Linked DNA regions of Capra hircus: region 1 is linked to region 2. The links are chromatin contacts, called in public Hi-C maps. All regions are on one chromosome and are shown on one strand. Each heading gives the region's core, a stretch centred on a gene start, on an enhancer-like site or on the middle of the called end of the contact. The rest is flanking DNA. Distances are from core to core; before and after follow the strand shown. Region 1 overlaps MKL1 (MKL/myocardin-like protein 1). Region 2 overlaps MKL1 (MKL/myocardin-like protein 1).

What was found. Hi-C and Micro-C count contacts between places; a contact is called where the count stands out from the background.
Region 1: a Hi-C map of blood shows a contact between it and region 2, with 1.8 times the contacts expected there. The contact joins two enhancer-like sites. A contact is called at or near these places in 2 of 5 Hi-C or Micro-C datasets (both in blood).

Annotation. Positions count from the first base shown.
Region 1 is chr5:110,715,450-110,719,248 of ARS1.2, reverse strand. All of the region lies in intron 1 of MKL1 (MKL/myocardin-like protein 1), which reads left to right. Among named protein-coding and RNA genes, the nearest start is that of MKL1, 41 kb to the left of the region's middle. Within about 2 kb of position 1,353, at least 1 of the 5 cell types and tissues checked has an H3K27ac peak or open chromatin away from gene starts, as enhancers often do.
Region 2 is chr5:110,669,864-110,673,192 of ARS1.2, reverse strand. MKL1 (MKL/myocardin-like protein 1) reads left to right here. Exons shown (of 14, transcript XM_018048804.1): 3 at 2,833-2,888. Among named protein-coding and RNA genes, the nearest start is that of SGSM3, 53 kb to the right of the region's middle. Within about 2 kb of position 1,607, at least 3 of the 5 cell types and tissues checked have an H3K27ac peak or open chromatin away from gene starts, as enhancers often do.

The DNA.
Region 1 (3,799 bases), core at 104-2,603, 46 kb before region 2:
GGGGACTAAGATCCTGCATGTTACAGGGGATGGCAGTAAATAAATAAATAAACTCAGCATCTTAGAGGGCTAAAGCTTCTTCCAGCTAGCACGTCACAGACACCGTGTAGTTCAGTGGCCGCCCCGTGTGTACTGTCCTCAGATTGGGCCTCATGTGTGTCTGTATCGACTAGAGAATTGACGTCTGTGACAGAAAACATGTCACCCTGGTGAGTGAGTGGCCACCGAGCACCCTGAATTCCAGGGAAAATGTCTGGAATTGCAGAAGAATTAACATGCAGTATACTCTTGCTTCAGTGGAGAAAAGTGAAGGGAGATAACTTTGTGCTTGAGGAGTTCTAGCAGCTTTTGACTTTGAAAAATATGAAGAATCAGAGACATATGATAAGAATCAAAGACAATGAAGTAATGAGAAAGAGCCAGCAGAAATGTAGTTTGACATCGGGTAATAGGTTTTCCCGTGGAACTGTGCCCGCCAGTTTATAATATGGGCAGCTTGTTTGGCTGGTGGCATCTGGGCTGCTGAGGAAGAGCAGATGGTAGTATGTGATAGGCTAGCAGAGACTCTTGGATTCCTTGCCTCATTGGCTCAGCACCCCACTACCTAAAGGGAAGAACCTGCCTTTGTGGTTTCTTTAGGCTCGTGTTGCTGATACACAGCGCAACCTGGAGACTTTGAAGCTGAACGGAGCACGGTGGGGATGTCAGTGGTTCGGAAGCTTCTCTAGCTGCTGCCTTCCCTGTGCCCTAATGACAGGAGGAGCCTGGAGGAAACTAGCTGCAGAAAGAGGGTCCTCTGTAGCATGAGGCGGGCAGAAAGATCCCAGGGTTCCCTGGAAGGGTGACAGTTAGCTCCAGAGCACTGTCTGTATAAAGAAGACTGTAAACCACTAAAGAGAGAAAGAGGCATAAAAGTGCGGTACTCTTTCTGTTTATAAATGTAGACTTTTACTTCCGTTTAAAAAAAAATGTAAACGGTACTTGAAATTCTTCTGTTTGGGCTGAAGTATCACTGCCTGGTTTCACTGAAGAGGGAAATTTAAGGAGGAAGATTTAAATAAAATCCTTTGGGCCTTACAGTCTGGGGTCCCAAGGGAAGACAGTTTCTTTTTGTGTCGTACAAAGTCATTTGTAAAAACTAAACATTTTTAAAAAGATGGTTAAAACATTTTTGAGTATGTGATTGTAGGAAGGTTGCAGCCTCTTATTTTTTCCCTTGAGAAGCATGTGTGCCTTTCACCTCAAGGCGTCATCGCTCAAAGGCACATGCAGTTAGAAAACTCTTCTGTCTTGGCCTTTCTGCTTCAGAAAGCGGCGCTCATGGCCCCGGTCAGCCTGCTCCCCAGCGGCGTGCCGACTGCTTATCCGTGCTCTTCGTTGTCTCTATCTTTGCATGACTCAGTGTTAGTCAGAGTCCAAACGAAGGGATCCCAGGGGAGATTGTGACTGGCTCCCTTTTTTGGGTGATAGCTTTCATTTAATTTACTCGGTCATGTAATGTAGGCAGATATTAAGTTTGAGAAATCCTAAAGGAATTCCTAAAGGAATGTCACTTCCAAGCACAACATCTTTGTAAGAAAACAGTTGTGAATTCACTAAAATGTGAATTTAGTTAAACAGATTTTTATACCTTGTTCTCCCTATTTTCTGCTCAGAGTAATTTTGTCTCTTTAATGGGAGATCGTGGGCTGCCCTAAAAGTGGAAGACTGAAGTTGAACAACAGTGAAAAGAACCATTTAACATTTTCTGTGCCTGTGGCATACTGATTGTTGATTGATTGTCTCACTAAATTCACCCTAAAACCATATGAATTTGGTGATGTAATCCCCATTTTCAGGAGGGATGAAAGCTCAGAGACGTTAAGTGACTTACTCAAAGCCAGACTGGTGGTAGGTGGTAAAAGCCAGAGTTTGAACAAAGATCTGTCTGGTTCTAAGTGCAAAGCTCTCAGCCTCCCGTCACATTGCCGCTATCATGCTTCAGAGGGTAGAGAATCTCAGTAGATCTCGGACAGAAGGAAAAGCAGCCTGGTTCTCTGGCCTGCTTTGGTGGTTCATTTGCTTACTCTCTGTGTCTCCCCTTCTTCCCCAGCACCTAGCATGTGTATATCGCATACTCCATAAATATTTACTGAAAGAACAAGTGTGTACAATTAACCATGGAAAATGGAAGTGAATGGACATTTTTGTAAAATTTTTGCAACTGTATCCTCTATTTGTAAGTATAGTAAAGTACATCTTAGACTAATATTTATCAGGTTTATTCATGGCACATGCATATATTTGAATAAGAATAAAACATTTACAGTTCTGTATGATCTTCGGAGATTATCAACAGCCTGACCTCTCATTTCCCTCCCCCTAACCATCCTCCCCACTGCTAGTCTTGATTCTCTTTATTTCACACTGCTGTTAGATTGCCCTTTACTTCTCTCTCTCCTCCATTGCCCAAGAAATTATTGTCACATCTTTGCTTTTGTGCTCCCTTTGATTGCAATTCCTTTCCACATCTTTTTGGTTTGACTTTAAAAACAAAACAAAGCAGAACATTCAGGTCTTGGCTTGCGTGTCTTCTCTGAGTCCTTCCAACCTAATTAGTTCCCCTCTTTATGTTCCTGTCAGAGCACTTGTCGTGCTGATGATTGTAGAACTGGGTACACATCTGTCTGTTTCTTTGAACAGCCTGTATTGTAAGCTCCATGAGGAGGGTGCATAGAATGTTTTTACGGCTGTGTCATGGTGCCTGGTTCCTGGTAGGCAGATAGTAAATATGGAATGAAAAATAAACAAACGGTGTAGCTGGCACAGTTCTCCCATACATCTTATGGAACCGTTCCACTTTAGAGATGGAGCCTCTCAGCTCCAGCCCCTCCCGTTTAGAGATGAGGAGGATGCCCTGCAGTCCTACAGCTAAGTAAGTAAGAATTAGCTGCACAGCTGAAACCAGAGCTCCCGAGTTCCAGCCCAGTGTCCTTTCTTTCTTTGGATTTTTTTGCTTTTTATAAAGGCAGTAGTTGTTTAATGTGGAAAATTTAGAAGATACGGATAAACAAAAGGGAAAAGTAGAAAATAAAAACATCCTATTCCCACCACCATCCAGGCGTGTTTATCTGTGTGTTCTATAACTGTGCAATGACAGCAGCTTGCATTTGCCGAATCTTGTGTTTAGAACAGGCACTGTCATAAGGGCTTTGTAGGTATTTCATCATCTATGATAGCACCCCTATGGGATGAATACTGTTATCCCCATTTTCCAGATGAGGAAATAAGGTGTACAGATGTTATCTCAACGTCATACAGCTGGAAAGTGGTAGAGAGAGACAAGATTTAAACCCAAGCAGTCTAGCTCTAGAGCTTATATTCTTAACTCTTATATTCTTAACTATGATTCCATTCTGCCTCTATGCATATTATTTCACAATCTTTTTTTTTTTTAACTGAGATCAGTGTATATACAGTAATGGGCATCCTTTCTAGGAGTATAGTTTAGTACATCTTGGTAAAAGGCAAGCAACAACCACAACCAAGAGATAGACTATTTCCGTCAAAAATACTCCCAACTTCTGGCAACCACTGATCTCATTTCTGCCCTTACAGTTTTGCCTTTTCTTGAATTTCATATGAATGTGTGGTCATTTAATGTGTGGCCCTTTGTGTTTGTCTTGTCTCACTTAGCATAGTGCTTTTCAGGTTCATGTATACTGTTGTCTATACTAGTAGTTCAGGGATTTTTTAAAAAATCACTGAATAATATTTCATTGTATGGATAGACCACAATTTTTATTCTGTTCACAAGTTA
Region 2 (3,329 bases), core at 358-2,857:
CTGCAGTGTTAGTTTCCTCATGGGTAGATTGGAAGAGTGGTACCTGCCTTGTGGTTGTTAAGATTCAATGAGATTCTAATGTTATAAAATGAAGCTATCTTTGGGGATCAGTGATCATTGTGTGAATTTTTTGCGGGGGTCTTCATTTCTGGTTCTTTTGCTCAAGCTCTGAGGAACTGAGAAGCTACTCTGGTCTTCTCATTGCCCTCCTGGCTCACCTCCTGGTATCAGTGCTGGAGGCTGCACCTTCAGCCTCATGTGAGCTCATCTTTCTGACCGTGGCTCTGTGACCTGCAGTCACTGCAGCCCTCCTCTGAGCCTCCCTCCCAGCGGTTTGTGCTCAGCATGGTGGTCAAGCCGGCCTTGCCACACCGCCTGCCCTCTGCCCTGTTTCTCAGCCTCCCTGCCTCCACATCCAGTGGGGCCATCCTTCTCCACCTTCTGAAGAAATTAAGCAACCAGCCCAGAGGAGAGAAAGAACGCCGGCCTGAGGGTGAGAGAGGATGAGGTTAAGGACCTTACTCTGCCACTCGCTGCCTTTCCTCCCGTTTCTGAGCCTGCCCACGGCTGTCAAACGGCACTGCACGCCACGTGGAGTCACTGGGAACATTCGACTGGACAGCACTTCAGAGTGTCCAGAATGGCACGCCACAGCACCTCGCTGGCATGAAAATGGAGCCGCACAGGAAGTCAGCTGCCCCTGGCGCGCGTCCCCACTCCCTACCGCACATGTGGAGGGCCTGAGGGCAACACAGGCCTTTGCGGTCAGGAAAGTGTGCGCAGCGTGAGCTGGCGCTCCAGAGGCTGGGTGTGTGCCTGCCCGGGGCAGCAGAGTAGGCTCTGGCGCGGCCGGCACCAAGACTGGTGCAGAAACTCGCTAGCCCCTGTGGGGATCTAACCCAGGGCCCAGCCGGATCACCGTGCAGGATGCCAGCAGCACCCTACCCGCGGTGGTGAGGGCGCCCCGGGCCCCAGAGCGCTGTCGCTCGACATGGGGATTCGGAAGTGGGCGGAGTCCACTCTGCAGAAGATGAGAGCCAGAGCGCAGGCGATCCCCCCGTCACGCCAGCAGCGACAGGAACACGGACGTCCTCATTTTCTGTTGGGGACCCCTGCGAGGTTTCGAACCCAGATGAGAGCTTAATCCTGGCTGCTCAAGGGGAAGTTCAGAGCTCATAGAGTCCTCCAGGGCGCAACTGTGTCCATTCCACGTGGAATAGCCAGCAGACCACCGAATGAGCCATGCGCTGGGTGCCCTCGGCGGCGCCGGGGTTACCATCAGAGAGGAAAGGAGGACACGGGCCCCTGCCGTGCCCGAGGGAACTGGCTGGCAGTAAGTTAGAAAGATACTGCTGAGACTCTCCGGAGTGTCAGACGGCGATGAGCTGTGGAGAAGAAGGCAGAAGGGCAGCCGGGGGCGGGGCGGCGGACACTGAGTTTCCCTCTGCTTCTTGGTCCTTACCGTCCTCTGCAAGAGCACGGCTGTCTGTCACCCCACTCCCAGCAGGGCTCTCGGAGGCTGATGCTGGACTTGCGCCAGCTGTACTCAGCGGAAGCAGATGCAGGCTGGCCTGGTGGCCCGCAGAGATGCCCGGAGCTTCAGACCGGAGCTGGGCGGGCTCTGCGAGCTTGGCGAGGGAGCCTGTGCGCTGCTTTTCCTTAGTGATCGGTTGTTATAAACCTAGAGCGCCCCCTGCTGTTTAGGAGGTGGGGTACTCTCAGCTGACCTTTCAAAAATGATGGTTTCTTTTATATCCTAAGATTTAAAAACTTAAAAAAAAAAACAAACAAACGACTGCGGGGACGTTTGGCACTTCCTTCTGGTTCGGCTGCAGTTGCGGCCCGGCGGGGGGGAAGGGCGGGGCGGGGGGAAGGCGGGTGTGGGGTGGGGGGGGCCCCAGCAGGATGGGGTCAAGTCTGTGCCCTGGCTACCTGTAGCGTCTCCTCACCCTGCTCCCGCACCACAGCCGGCAGCCCCCCCACACCGTCTCACAGCTGCTCTGAAACCTGGGGCAGCAGAACTGAAACTGACCCCCGTCTGGTGAATTTCTTGAAGTGAGCCAGGCCAGCCGTGCCCTGTTCAAGCTCAGGATATCCCCACTCATCATTTGCTGAACTGGCTTCGCAGCGCTGCATTTGTAGAGGGTCCGACTCCGGTCTCCCTGCCCCCAGCATGCTTTGCCGAGTGGCGAGCTGTGGCCCGTGGGGCGGTTGCCCCAGAATAGAGCCGGGTCCCTGACGGGGCTCCAGGGGGGCCTCCTGGTCAGCCGCTGGTTGTGAGCACTGCAGTCAGCCACACAAGCCCGGTGAAGGTCTTAGTCCTTCAAGATGATTTCATGCAAGTTAATGCATGATTTTCAATGCAAGTTAATTTTAGCAGCACTGTTACCACCAGCTGAACCGAGGAAGGACACGGCACCGAGTAGATGTACGTCCTTTTGGTTGGGCTGCCTCAGTCACAACGTTTGGTCGTGTGGTGATCCCTGATGAGGCTGAAGGAGGACAGTGGGGGCGCCTGGCTTGCAGGCATACTCTGTGTCCCCGTCTTCCAGGGCTGGCAGCTCCGTAAGGGTTGTGTTAGGGCTATGTTCCGTGGGTGCACCTTAGCAGTGGCCATTCCCCATGAGAATGGAATCACCAGGATTGTAGTGATGGGGCAGCTGAGCCGTAAAGAAGCGTGCTTACTCAGGTGCCACTTTCTCCTTCCCGTCAGCCGACGTGAACAGTGCTGCTGAAGTGAACCTGAATCAAGACGCCTCTCCACTGTGAGCTATAGCAGCAGGCCTGATGCTTCACTCTGATGTAATTATTGTACGGTTCTTCTCCCAACAGCTTTGAAAAGTCCAGCTGCGTTTCATGAGCAGAGAAGGAGCTTGGAGCGGGCCAGGGTAAGGCATCTTTCTTCCAGGGACCCTCACCATGAGCCCCATCAGAGCCCATTGTGCTGCCGCCATCTTCCCTCCAGTCTGGCGTGGTCCCCAGGGTCCGCCCCGGCCTCACAGTTCCAAACAGAAAGCTCTGCCTTTCCGCTTCGTCCCACCCCAGTGTCTGGCAGCCTGAAGGATTAGACCATGATCAGAAGGAGTGTCTTCCTCTGGTACATCCAAGGGTGTGTCATGGGTGCCAGCCTCCTCTGGGTTTGGAGACCGCTGGTATTTTCCACGCTTGGATTCCACTTGGCCTTTGGTGGCTGTTAGGACGTAAACACCGGCCACGGGAAGGCTTGCTGAGTGGCGGTCGCTCCATGTCTGGCTGCACTGCTCTCGTGACTCCAGGTGAGCCTGGAGACCTCCCTGTTCCCTGAGCAGCCAGGGTCCACTGCAGGCCGT